Linked DNA regions of Zea mays: region 2 is linked to region 1. Evidence: chromatin contacts called from public Hi-C data. All regions are on one chromosome and are shown on one strand. The core of a region is the stretch at or near the end of the contact, and the rest is flanking DNA. Distances in the headings are between cores, read along the strand shown.

Region 1 (6,683 bases), core at 2,809-5,308:
AAGGCCACCGCGGCGGCGGCCGCCGCCTCCTCCAAGCGGGAGAGGGAGCGGGAGCGGAACAAGGAGGCGGACGAGGTCACCGTGGAGCTCCGCGCGGTGGGGTTCGACAAGGTGGTGCTGAAGCAGCGGCGGCGGATGCGGCGGAGGCGCCGCCTGGGCGAGGAGGAGCGCGCGGCCATCCTGCTCATGGCGCTCTCCTCCAGCGTCGTGTACGCCTGACTTGGCTAGCAACCGCGCCGCCCCCCGAGACGCCGCTCCCAAAGGCGGCGAAAGGAGAGGGGGCCCGATTCGCTGGACGTGCGGCATGATCTGAGCCCCAGACAGATCCGTCCGTCTGGATCTATGCTAAGTTTTCCCGGCTAAGTAGTAGCTCGTCGGTTCGAACAAGGCGAGTTAATAGTCCGTGTCCGTGCTAGGCTAGTTGCTCTGTTCCCCCTCCCGTTGCTTGCTGTGTTATTGCCACCGCCTCCTCTAGTTGTAATCCTGCCGCTAGTAGTGTGCTAGTAGTAGTTGTCCTGCTGTAACCTTCTCTTGCAATGTAAGGAGATATTATATGGTTGGTCATTCTTGCAATCCTAACGCTAGTCCTGTGCTCTTGCTGGATCTGGGCGTGCTTTTGGTGGAGATGCCCGGGTGCTCTCCAGCTAGCAGCACAGCGCGCTCCCGGCGGCGTCGTCATCGCCGTGCTGTGATCTGGTGGACGTAGGCGCGCGTGGCTGCTTGTCCGGCATGGTTCGATTTGACCTGCCGATGCTTTCATCTGATGTTGGAGCATCCATCTGATTCGAACTTGCTTGGTTTTCGAAAGTTGAAGCCTTCAACCTTCTGATCTAGGCACGCGAAATGGTCAGCGGCAGGCCAGCATCTGGGCAAGCACGCACGCACCCAGCCAGCCGCGGCGAGTCGGTGGCTGTTTCCTGAAAGGGAAGTCGCGTTCCAAACACTCGACAACGGCGGCGGAGGCGCCGCCCCTCCGCCAGCCGACGCGGCGTTGAAGCCGGGGTTCGGCGATGGATGTGCGTTGTGGTGGGCGAGCTAGGGTGGGATTTGATGGGGGATTTGGAAAGCGCGGTCGCCATTGTTGTGGGAATCTGGAGCATGTGACGAAGTCTGCTCCAAGCGTCTTGCGAAACGGGGTCTTTCAGTTGAACAAGGGAGGATTGCGGGTGATTAGTCGTTGATGAACGTGGACAACGGTTAAGTCTGTGCAGAATACTGAAATACCAAAGGAAAGACTGTTATAATACCGAAAGTCCAATTACAATGTTGGAGATAACATTTTTCTGAAGCCCGTTGTTGGGGACACTGCGGTTCCAATAAACTCCCCTCCGAGGCACCGCTCGAGCTCCGGCTGCTGCTGGTCAGCATCCGGATTCCGGACCCAAGTCCCAACCGTACGGGCAGCCGAGGGCCCTCAGAGATGGGCCGCCCATTAAGCCCATCGCCCTGTTTAAATGCCGTCTCTGCAACTGAGGCCGACGGGGCCCAAGATCAATGGCCAGGCCTCTTGCCACTCCATCCTATTCCACAGACCACGATCAGTGGCCAGCCAGGACCTATATTTCTATCAGGCACAACTACAGCACACGACACGTGTATCTTTTTCCTTTTTACATTTTTTTAAAAAATAATCGAAAATTCATAGATTATAATAAGAAGACAACATTGTGAGTGACAAAAATCCAATTATCTCCTCTAAATCCTTACATCTATCTATGGGTGTTGTCGCTCGGTGGAGCGGTAGGGATGTAAATGTTATTTTTTTTATAGACTGATTCTCACCGCCGGATAGAGGGTACAGGTCTATATCGTTGTGCATGTGAAAAAAAGTTATTGTGAACTGTAAGCTATGAAAAAAACTTATATAGGATGTGAGGCGTTAGAAAGCTAAAAACCAACCGGTGGAAATCACTTAAAGCCACTAAAAGTTATTCCATATATATTTTCATAGTTCCATCCGAAAATCAGTAAAAGCAGGTCAAAAAGTGCTTTCAGTTTTGTACTACCAGAGAGTCTTATTTTAGAAAAAACCGTTTTCTGAACACTATCTCTTGTTTAGCTTTAGAAGGCAAAAAGCCAAAATCAAAAGACAAACTTAACACACCTTTATCCTCTTGAGAAAAAGGTATCTCGTAAAAGTAGTCTTATATTTGACTGCAACGTTTGCTAGTCCATCCGATCAAATACTGACCACAAAATTTTTTTAGCTTTTTTTTTAGTAACATGCATGATATCATAAGATTTATGTATTTGCCGTCTTTCCTTATTTCCCCTTTTCTTTCTTGGAAGGGCATATAAGTTATTTATGTTTTCAGGGGACACATTTTAAAATTTAGAATTTCTTGCAAACAAATACAAATTTCATTTCAAAAAATGTTATTTCATTTTGTTAAAAGAGGAAATTCCAGCCTAAACCCTGGCCGCCGCTGCCGCCCACTACGCCCCCAGCATCCGCGGCCGGACGAGGTCCCCGCCGACGAATGCACGGCAATCCGCCTCCCCTCCCCTGCACCGTACCCCCCACGCCGACAGCTCCTCACATGGGCTGTCCGTGTCCGTCCGTCCCCATGTTTCGTTGCATTTGCGGTGCTCCTCCCCTTGCCTCCTGCATCGTCCATTCCCTCTGCACGACTACCGAAAGAGCGACGCCGACGCTGCTAGCCGCGTGAGATGTATACTCTTTGTTTTGGTTTCGGTTCTGGGCCTAGCGTCTGGACTGGGGACCCATCCCTCCCGGTCCCGGTCACGGCACGTTCGCCGGCCGGTGCACAGAGAGGGCGAGCTAGCGCGGTGCATGCATGGCTTACTACTATATTAATATTGTCTCTCTCCTGCTGCTGTGTAAGGCCAGCTGATTTTTTTTTTTTTTACTTTGTCTGAAACTCTGTGACGGTTCACTCGAAATGGATGTATATATGGCGCATGAACCCGGCACTGCCACACCCACACAGCATCAGTGAATGGTAGCTGCGTACTCCGCAGGTCTGAGGCCTGCTAGGGTCAATGTTTTATCCGAACCGAACCTAACCGTACCTGAGGCGGGCGGTGAATGCGGTTTTCAGACTTTGGGTTCAGTCAGAGCAGCTGACCTGACCAATTTGGAATGGAATGGAATGGAACCAAACCAATCATTGCCTCGCTCATTGGTAGCCACCGATGAACGGATGAATCAACGATACTCGATCTAGATGCTTGAAGCTTCATCATCACCACCACCATCTTTTTTTTTTTGGTACACGCAAGAGAAAACAATAATGGTTTCTGGGATAATGGGGAAAAGGGGGGAATTAATCAATCAAATGGTGAGGTGTGACGCGGGCGTTGAGACGGGTTTGGTGACAGTGACAATGTGCCTGCTGTGCTGGCTGGGCTGCTGTGCTGCCCATCCATGAGCCGCCGATCCATGGCATCACCATATCCCTTTCCCTTCCTGCGCGCGTTTCACGTGACCTGACAAGAAAAATTCTTCTTTTGTCCTCGTTTGGTAGAGCCGCCGATTTTTTAAATTTTCAGAACGCGATCCCAACTAGCAATTTCTTTTTCTTTTCTTTTCTTGTCTTCTCGACTGCACTGGTCGCCGCTAATTGAACAACGGATGAAGGGACATCATCATCATCGGTTGTTATTGTTAGAATATAATATAATATAATTAAATTGTCCGCTCCCTTCCCATCAACTTAAATTTTTAGGTTGAATTGGCAGCTTAATAGCTAGCTATGCATGAGCTCAGCTGTGTACATGTTATGCTATTCAGATGCTGCTACTCCCTCCGTTTCTTTTTATTAGTCGCTGGATAGTGCAAAATTGCACTATCCAGCGACTAATAAAAAGAAACGGAGGGAGTATTTGTTAACCGCTCCAGGGAAGATTCAGACACTTTCGCGCAGGCCAGGCCAGCAGGCCAGGAAACACGAAGCCTTGTCCCGCTCGTCTCGAGTTGCGTTGCGTGAAGCCGCCACCTGTGTCGTCGTCAATATGATCGGATCCCAGACAGCGAGCGCCCCTTCCGCGGACTGCTCCTCCACAGCGCCGGGACTGAGAGCACGGCCGGGGCAGTTCGTCGCCTGTTACCCAACAGCAACAGCGTTTCTCTCCCACTCCCATAGTCCCCATCCCTTCCCACGAAGGCGCGCGGGCCATGATCAGAAACTTCTCTGCACCGGCGCCTTCCCGGAAAAAGACAGCGAGCAGAGAGAGAGAGAGAGACGTCAGGATCCGACAATGGCGTCGGGTGGCAATAGGAGGGTCATCCATCCATCCATCCGAACCAGATGCATGCGCCGCAGCTGGTCAGGTTCCTCCGTTCAGTCTGATGGGACGCCTGTAACTAAATCTTGTTAGGGCGCGCGCGCGTGCGTGCTTTGTTTGTTTCTTCAGAAACAAGGCACGTGACCTTCACATTTCTACCTAGGCGGCGTGGAGCGTCTCAACCTCTTCGTCTTCAGAGCAGTAGATTCTGATCTACTCAACACCTATCAGATTCTGATCTGAGGAACAAAGACATGTGGCCGGCAATAGATCCCGTCCCGCGTGTGCTGGAGACTCTGCCGAGAGAAGATCAATGGAAGGTGTTGTTGGAGGAAGGGTCAAAGTTCATTGTTGGAGAGAGGGACCAATAAATGGGACACTCTTAGTGTTGTCCAAACGGGTCGGGCCAGTCATGCGGCCCGGAGCCCAGCACGAACATGGCTCGACACGCACCCGGCCTGGCACGGTGGCTAACAAGCTCGTGCCGGCTCGGCCCGACACGCGAGCTATGTCGTGCTTGGACCGCATGTGTGGCACAGCGTGCTAGGCCCGAGTACGACCCGTTTAGCCACCGACTCATTCACGGCCCGTTCGGGAGGGAGACAAAATATCTCGATCCTTGCCTCCTCGGCTTTACACCGTCAGTCACACGTAGGGATGGCAGTAGGACTCGTGGGTATGGATAACCGCGGGTTTCGTGCCCGGTGGATATGGATACAGGTAGAAAAACTCACCCACGGGTCCTATCGGGTTGGGTATGAGTAAAATACTTTACCCACGGGTATCCAGTGGATACCCGAGATATCAATATACCTCTTTAAATGTGCTACATCCACTAGAAAAACTCACCCGCATGCGTTGTTGATTAATGAATATTAATTTGTGTTGTGTTAACAGTCAACTGTAATGTAATCGAGACTAATGAGATATTGACAATGTTATGACTGACAACTGTCATGAACTCATTAAGTTTTTATTTTCTGTACTCGAATTTAAATCTATTGGATGTGATAATTATGAGTTGAGATATTGTATCGAAGTTCGTTCTCGTGTTGCATTGGTGCTTAGATGGAAACTAAAATATTTTATGTATTTATTATAACACTGCTCGAATGTTATTTAGTCTACAATAACATATCCATTGGATACCCGATACCTAGTGGATACCCGATGGGCATGGGTACGGGTACAGTTTCTCGCCCGATTAGCTTGGTGGGTATGGATATTTATAGAAGTCTCGGGTACAATTTCGGGTCGGATATTATTATACCCGAACAAAATCCGACCCGCTGCCAACCCTAGTCACACGCCCTCCCATTCCCAGCTCTCTGGCACCGTCGCTCGTCCCTCTCCTCTTACTCCGGTGTTCCCTCGATTGAACAGCTCCGACTCTAACTTCGGCGATCTTTCCTCTTGCTCCGGCGTTCTTGTCGGTTGTGTCACCGTCGAAACCGTAAGTCGGATCTGTCTTAACTCTTAACCCTAAACTGGTGCCCGTCGACAATGACTTTTTTGGTGCTCATGCTTATGTGGTGCTCCTGCTTGTTTTTTATTTTCATTTGTTCTTGCTTTTCTATGATTTGAAGGCCATTGAGGAGCCGGTGACGCCGTGGAGGAGCCGCTCAAAATCCCTAGATGGATCTTGATCCTATCGCTGAGGCGGTGGAGCATGCACTTGAGGATCACAATGTGGATGTTGTTGTCGACATCGATGCGATGGAGCCAACACCGACCATGACCGGGACGGTGACGAGGTCTTCGAGACCCACTGCCACTGGTAGTGGTAGCACTGCTCATGACACCCGAACGAGGAAGAGGCTACCCACGTCCAGGGTATGGGCTGACTTCGATGAGGTAACTGGTGTAGACAACAAAGGTAAGAAGGTAAGGGTCTCTGCCATTTGCAAACACTGCAAAAGTACCTTGTCTGCTAGATCTTCGTCTGGTACTAGACACTTGCTTAGGCACCAAGAACATCATAAAGCTAAGATTGTCGGTACCCTGAAACTAGGGTACCCCTGCTACTGTATAAAGACACAGTATCCACGCAGCTATCTCTTAGTCGCGTGGTAAAAGTGCTGTATGTGGGACCAAGCCATGACTCGCCCCAGCCTCGGGCGACTACTCTAGGTCCACAACAGCGCCTGACCCCACCACATGGGCGGGTCCGGAGCCGCCACGTGTCCAAAAGTGATGTACTCCAAGGCATCAACAGTGAGTCCGGACCCCCCATGGGAGAGTGCCGGACCCCTAGATATACAGTCCGGACCTCCAAGGTTGGTCCAGGACCTCCACGTGTGCAAGCCAGACCCCTGGAATGGGATCCGGACCCCCCCGTATGGGGTCCGGGCCGCCCACAATGGGGTCCCAAGGTTCCAGGACAGAACATACTCGGGCCTTGAACAAGGCCCATGCGGGGGTCCGATGCTGACACG
Region 2 (6,683 bases), core at 2,535-5,034, 110 kb before region 1:
TCACGCATGTCGGACCTGGCTGCCTCACTGCATGGGAAATAAAAAAAGAGCATGTCGGATCTGACTACCTCATTGTGCGGAAATGGGAAAAATGAACACGTAGGTGTGAAGTAATCGACGACAACTGTGTTTAGGGAGTTGCTATCGAGTTGTCAAATCTGGAGAGTAAACGAGGTTGGATAGCAAGTAATTAAATTTAGCAAGTTCATTTGAAGAACTATTGGAGAAGTGTTTTTCTGTTTACTTCTTAAATCTAATATTTAGAGAGTTGTTTAGAGAACTACTAGAGTTGCTCTTAGTGCGTCCACTTTAATTTGGTATCAAAGCCAGAGGTCTCGAGTTTGAATCCTGGCAGAGACTTTATTTGTGACTCCATCCATTTATTTTCACGTTTATGTCTTTCTCTCTGGCTGCGTTTGTGCCTTTCTCTTTGGCTGCACGTGAGTGAGGGTGTTGAAGTGTGGATTGATTGACTACCTTCTCCCATCAGCTTAAGCTTTTGGTTGATCTGGTTAGCATCCACTCTAACAGTTACCACTTCATCACCCTTATATACAAAGGGATTTCAAAACTATTGTATATGATGAGAGATCATTAAGTATATATGATGATGTGATGTTATGATGATTGTCCGTTTACTGTCTTCTTTCTCTGTATTTACATTGACTAGAGGTTTCTGGCAATGATATTAATTTTGTTTTAAGGAATTTCGATGATTTCTCACTTAAGTCCTATCATTTAAGGATACGATGCTTATCCTGCTGGTACAATAAGCACTTCAAATGAAACAGAAGTGTATGGCACTGGCCTTAAAAATGCCGCTGGTGAATACAATTGTTTCTTGAATGTGATTATTCAGGTAAGCTTAGATTCATAATGTGCTATTCTCTATGATTAGGCAATCGGTCTCTGTTTACCTACCGTTCTTCTATTTGCAGTCATTATGGCATATAAGGCGGTTTCGGGACGAGTTCCTTAAAACATCATCACTGCACAAGCATGTTGAAGATCCTTGTGCTGTCTGCGCTTTATATGGTATCTTCATTGACCTGAGCAAAGCAGCCAAGGGACACGGAGAAGCTGTTGCGCCTACTTCATTGAGGATCGCTTTGAGCAAATCCTACCCGAACAGCAAATTCTTTCAGGAGGTAAATCAATGTCCTCTCTTGATAATTTAAGGCTTTATGTATGTTCTTTCAACATTTTAGCATCCAGATTCTTATATATATGTTCCTTGGCTATAATCATTTTTATGATCATGGCAGGGCCAGATGAATGATGCATCTGAGGTACTGGGTGTAATCTTTGAGTGTTTGCATAAGTCATACACTTCGCGTACTGTCTGCCATGGTAAACCTCATGAGAAGAATTCTATTGGATCATGGGATTGTGCAAATATTTCTTGCATAGCACATAGTCTTTTTGGGATGGACGTATATGAACGGATGAACTGTCACAATTGCAAGATGGAGTCTCGGCGGCTCAAATATACTTCATTTTTCCACAATATTAATGCTAGTTCACTCCGAACCGCGAAGGTTAGTTTTCTTTGTTTGGTTGAATCTCATTATATGTTCCCTATTTTTATTTGTGTTATATGCGGTTTATTTTATAGTGCAATCATGATAGTTTCTGGTTTCGCTAACTATTCCTTCTTCAGATGATGTGTCCAGATTCTTCATTTGATGAACTTTTGAAGGTTGTCATAATGAATGATCAACTAGCTTGTGATCAAGACGTTGGCGGCTGTGGAAAACCGAATCACATACACCACATCCTTTCTACTCCCCCACATGTCTTTACAGTTGGTAAGCCTTTTTTGGCTCTTGGATATTTCAGGCTGCAATTATTTTGCATGTACTTTCATGTCCAGTCTTGCTGTTGTTTGATGAATATTTGACCTCACAGTATTCTCTTAGAATGCTTTATATGTTTTATTATTCCTATAATCGTGTAGGATAGGTTGCTGTATTCTCTTAGTCGACCATCTTCAATTGAGCAATTGTGATCTACTTTGCTTTTTGGCACGTTACAGCCTTGTGAGGGGGTGATCCTGCACTAACACTTCCATGTTCTATGTTTGGTGAGATCATTTGTTGGCATTCTCCTCTACTTACCTATTGAACTTTCGTTTTAGTTTTGGGATGGCAGAACAACAAAGAGAATGTGGATGACATATCTGCAACTTTGGCTGGTATTTCAACTGAGATAGACATTAGCATATTCTACCGTGGCCTAGATCAAGGAAGCAAACACACCCTGGTGTCAGTGGTATGGCCAAGGAGACCCTTTGTTTTATTTTATCTCATTCTTGAATGTGTGGATGGTTTTGTTGATTGTAGTTTTCTTAAATCTCAAAATTATCTTCTTCTGGTATGTGTATTTATACTACTTATGCAGCAGCAAAACCATATGCAGCTGGCCTGTGCTTTTTGCAGGCCCGGCTAGACTTTTGAACAGGTTTAGGGAACTACCAAAATAACTCCAGTTTGAGAATAAAATGATGTCTCCAGCTTGGGATACTATTTGTTTCTTTTTCCAGGGAGCTCATTGTGTTGTCACTTGTTAGTATTATGTCATCAGCTGATTTGGGAGCTTGCTTTCAGTAATTTCGTAAACTGGGAGCTGATAGGATACGAAGCAGGTTGAATATATTTAAGGCGGATAGCAAATTGAGTTCAGCTGCATATAACGTTAATGTGACTGTATTGTTATTGCTGATTGTGGTAAAAAAGGTGTAACATTATTGTCAATCTTTCCATTTGTTGTCAATTTTTTTTCCCATTTAGCTTCATTACTATACCTACCAAATGACATATTTTCTCCATATAATGGATTTACAGTAAAGGTGTGTTGCATTTTGAAGTAAACATCATGTCTTTACATAGTCTTTTATCTAAAGCTGGTGCTTGGCATCTGTCTGTCGATGCAAGGAGCATTAGATATATAACATTATTGCTTTTTTACTCCTGCAGGTTTGTTACTATGGCCAGCATTATCATTGTTTTGCCTTCAAGGATGGACGATGGGTCATGTATGATGACCAGACAGTCAAGGTAACCCAATAACCATACTACTTTGAGCATCCTTTTTACTGTTCGTACTAATGTGGCCCAATTTTGGTTCCATGTTATTTGTGCAGGTTGTAGGTAGTTGGGGTGATGTGCTCGTGATGTGTGAAAAGGGTCACTTGCAACCCCAAGTGCTTTTCTTTGAGTCTGCAAATTAATCATTCTTCAGAGTCGTAAAGTGTTGTGCAGTGGTTAACATGCCCTCAAATATAGGGTTTTTACCTGTGGCCGTGAAGATTAGAAATAGAGTAGCAAATTCGTTTTGAGCGGGGGTATAGAGTAGCAAATTCAACAGCTGCGTTGGTCTCTGAGCTTTGGTCGAGCCCCTCGTAATAAGTAGTCACCTGAGGATTAAAGGAGAGCTGTTTACCCCTCTGTTTTTTTAACCTTTGGTATACTTGCTGAACTTCGGATCCTTCATCTGCCAATGAGATTTCACTGCCGATCAAGTTGGTGGGGACGCATTCGACATGAACTGCCATCCAACAATTCTAGCCGGATCTGCCTAAAGCTCTTCATTATGCACCAGTTATGTATAGAATTTTGTGCTTACAATGAGGTGACAGGTATAGGAGTGTGACTGTTTTGAGGCCAGAAGGTTTAGAGAATGGAAGGAAATGGAATTGTTGGTGCGGTGTGTATCTGTGGAGTACTGTTTGAAAAGAGGAACGATATCTGGAATACGGTAGACTTTGAGAAATCTGTAGTACACGAGTCTATGTAAACAGGGACTCGATGAGATTATGTGAGATGAGTATAGCGATGAATACCAGACTCCTTATCACTACTGTTTTTATAGTTAAATTCTTATTTTTTTTATTTAGCTAAAGATTGCGCGCCTAAGATATAAAAGAAACCGTTGAAGTGACAAAAGACTCAGAGTGGTAAGTCGTTTTATGCCGATTTTTTTTTCAATTCTCTTATCTCTACTTATATTAAAACAGTAGTTTTATGATTCATTATGTGTCTTTAAGTGACGTGGGCCGTTGACGTTAACTTTTAGATGGATCGTGAGAGAATATAAGCCTGACTAGGGACGACAATCGAGCAGGTAGTACACGGATACATAGTTCGTGAATCCATACCCGCGAGATAAAACTTAACCCATATCTGTACCTATAAGCGTTCGTGGGTATGGATCTGTATCCATATTCGTACCCGTCGGGTATCCGCTATCCAGTGAATACCTGTTACTCGCCCGTCCACTACAATTTTAGCATTAAACATCAAACAATAATTTTATTATATTTCAAAATAGTTATCATTCTAATAACATTAAATGATAATTTCAGTATCAAACAACATGTCATGGATAAAAATTGAAAAATAAGAGTTTATGATAATATATAAATTCGGATGACCCACATGTTAGATATTTATTGGGTAACAGGTATGGATACTGGATATCCATACCCGCGAAAAAAATATCCGTGGATACCTTATTATATCCATAACCGTACCCGCGGATATCAAATTCCACTATACCCATATCCAATGGATAATTATCCGCGGTTATTTACCCATACTCGTACCTATTGCCATCCCTAAGCCCGACACGATGTTAAGCGTATGCAACACTTTCGCTTTTGAATAGTCCTGTTGGAGACTTGTTCTCAAATGCTTCAAGAACAAGGCAACATAGAAAATGTTAATCGGTTAAGTCCTTCGTCCTACGAAGCATTATTTCCCTTGGGATATAATGATTTTCGGACGAAGGTCACAAAGGGCGAACCTTTATAAATGCGTTACATATTGACGAAGAATAAATTACAAGAAACATAAAAAATTATGTAGATCATCATATATCATCATTATATATGAATAAAAATAACATTGAATTACAGATATACCTCCAATTTGAAGGAAATGAAAGTACAAGCGTGACGCAAAAGTGAACACCAAATCAGCGTGAACAGTACGGGGGTACTGTTCACCTATTTATAGGCACGGGGTACAACCCATACAAAATTACATACATGCCCTTTACATTTGGTGGTAATTCTGTAGTAATCTATCGAGGTCTAAATGGCCTTTTCATCTTCAAGTCGGTTCCCTTTTCTGCGAACATGCCGAAGCTTTCCTGCTTCACAGCTTCGGCGCTGTGTCAACCTTCGTATCTTTTGAGCTTCTCCCTCTCTGATACGAGTCCGAAGATACCTGCTCACACATTATACTCTAGAAACACTGTTAAATCATGTTTTTGAGGACCTTCGGAAGCCGAAGGCCCCCAACAGTAGCCCCTCGCAATATTAATTTGTTAAAATAATAAATTTAGATTGCGACATGGACGAAGGCTTTAAGCCGAAGGTCCGAAAAAACACCTTCCCTTTGCTAGAATAGCAACATTCACTGACAGGCGGGGTCTTTCCATTTTTACCGCACCGAGCGTATAAATAAGAGCATACCGCGAGCTCATTTGGTACGCTCTCTTGTCACTTGCTCTCGCTCGCTCGATTTTTAGCTTTTGCGCGCTAAGATTCCCTGAGTCTTTAATTTTAAAGCTTCGGCTTTGAAAACAGTTTTTTAGTATTTCCGAAGATGTCTGGAAACAAGAGAGCTGTTGCTGAGACGAAGCTGTCTCTTGATGAAGAGAAAAAGAAAACTGCTGGTGAGACGAAGCTGACTCTTGATGAGGAGAAAAACTTGGGGTTTCTTATAGCGATGTCGAAGACAAACACGGAAAAAATTACCAAGGAAATTCTGGAAGGCTTGTCTGAGGATACTGGTGACAGTGACAATTATGATGTGGACAGCGGTAGCGAAGACTCCGAAGATCGTCCCTGGCGACCAAGCCATTCAGTTTATGGTAAATCAACTATCAAAGAGAATCATCTTGTCAACATGAGAGGAAGGTATTTTCGGGATTTGTCCATTGTGAGGGCCGATGAAGGAGAGAAGACTTGTCCACACCCTGAAGAAAATGAAGTCGTAGTATACCGAAGCTTTCTGAAAGCTGGGCTACGATTTCCCTTGAGTAGCTTCGTCGTGGAGGTGTTGAAAATTTTCGAAGTCTATCTTCATCAACTTACTCCCGAGGCAATTATAAGGCTAAATATCTTCGTGTGGGCCGCGAGAAGCCAAGGTCTGAAGCCTGATGCAAGAAGCTTCTGTAATATACACGAATTATTATATGAAACAAAGCCTTGGGGCAAAGAACAGTACCATAATAACTTTGGCTGCTACAGTTTCGTCTCTCGGTCCGGGGCAAGCTGTCCCGTACCAACCTTTCGGAAGAGATGGCCCGGGGATTGGATGACAGAATGGTTTTATGTGAAGAATGACCTATCAGCACGAGAAGATATCAAAGGTATAATTATGCGTCCTATTTGGCAAAGCTTCGGCCTTCGGAGGCCGAAGGTGGAAATGAATGGAGCTGCCGAAGAATGCCAGAGGGCCTTCGGCGTCATCTGCTCTTTTATTGGAACAAGAGATTTAGTACAAGAGCATATTGCCTTCCGGGTTTGGCCTCTTGCGGAGAAATGGGAAATGCCTCAAGAAACCATAAAAGAGGCCGACGAAGGTGGGCTTGTGAGACTGAAGTACACCTTCAAGTTTGGAGATAAATTTACTGAGCCAGATGATGACTAGCTAAAGAGTATTGAAAATTTAAGT

What was found. A called contact is a pair of places that touch in the nucleus more often than the background predicts.
Region 2: a contact with region 1 is called in a Hi-C map of root tip, with 2.2 times the contacts expected there. The contact joins two enhancer-like sites. A contact is called at or near these places in 9 of 25 Hi-C or Micro-C datasets (bundle sheath, ear, endosperm and 4 more).

What each region holds. Positions count from the first base shown.
Region 1 is chr1:13,792,061-13,798,743 of Zm-B73-REFERENCE-NAM-5.0, reverse strand. No RefSeq gene overlaps it. Among protein-coding and RNA genes, the nearest start is that of LOC100382452, 10 kb to the left of the region's middle. Within about 2 kb of position 4,058, at least 15 of the 20 cell types and tissues checked have an H3K27ac peak or open chromatin away from gene starts, as enhancers often do. A contact at or near this core is called in root tip, where this site is marked.
Region 2 is chr1:13,904,687-13,911,369 of Zm-B73-REFERENCE-NAM-5.0, reverse strand. LOC100274180 (Ubiquitin carboxyl-terminal hydrolase-related protein) reads left to right here. Exons shown (of 13, transcript NM_001360559.1): 7 at 744-859; 8 at 939-1,148; 9 at 1,266-1,538; 10 at 1,661-1,808; 11 at 2,138-2,271; 12 at 2,976-3,056; 13 at 3,143-3,857. The coding sequence ends at 3,229. Among protein-coding and RNA genes, the nearest start is that of LOC100274180, 17 kb to the left of the region's middle. Within about 2 kb of position 3,784, at least 3 of the 20 cell types and tissues checked have an H3K27ac peak or open chromatin away from gene starts, as enhancers often do. A contact at or near this core is called in root tip, where this site is marked.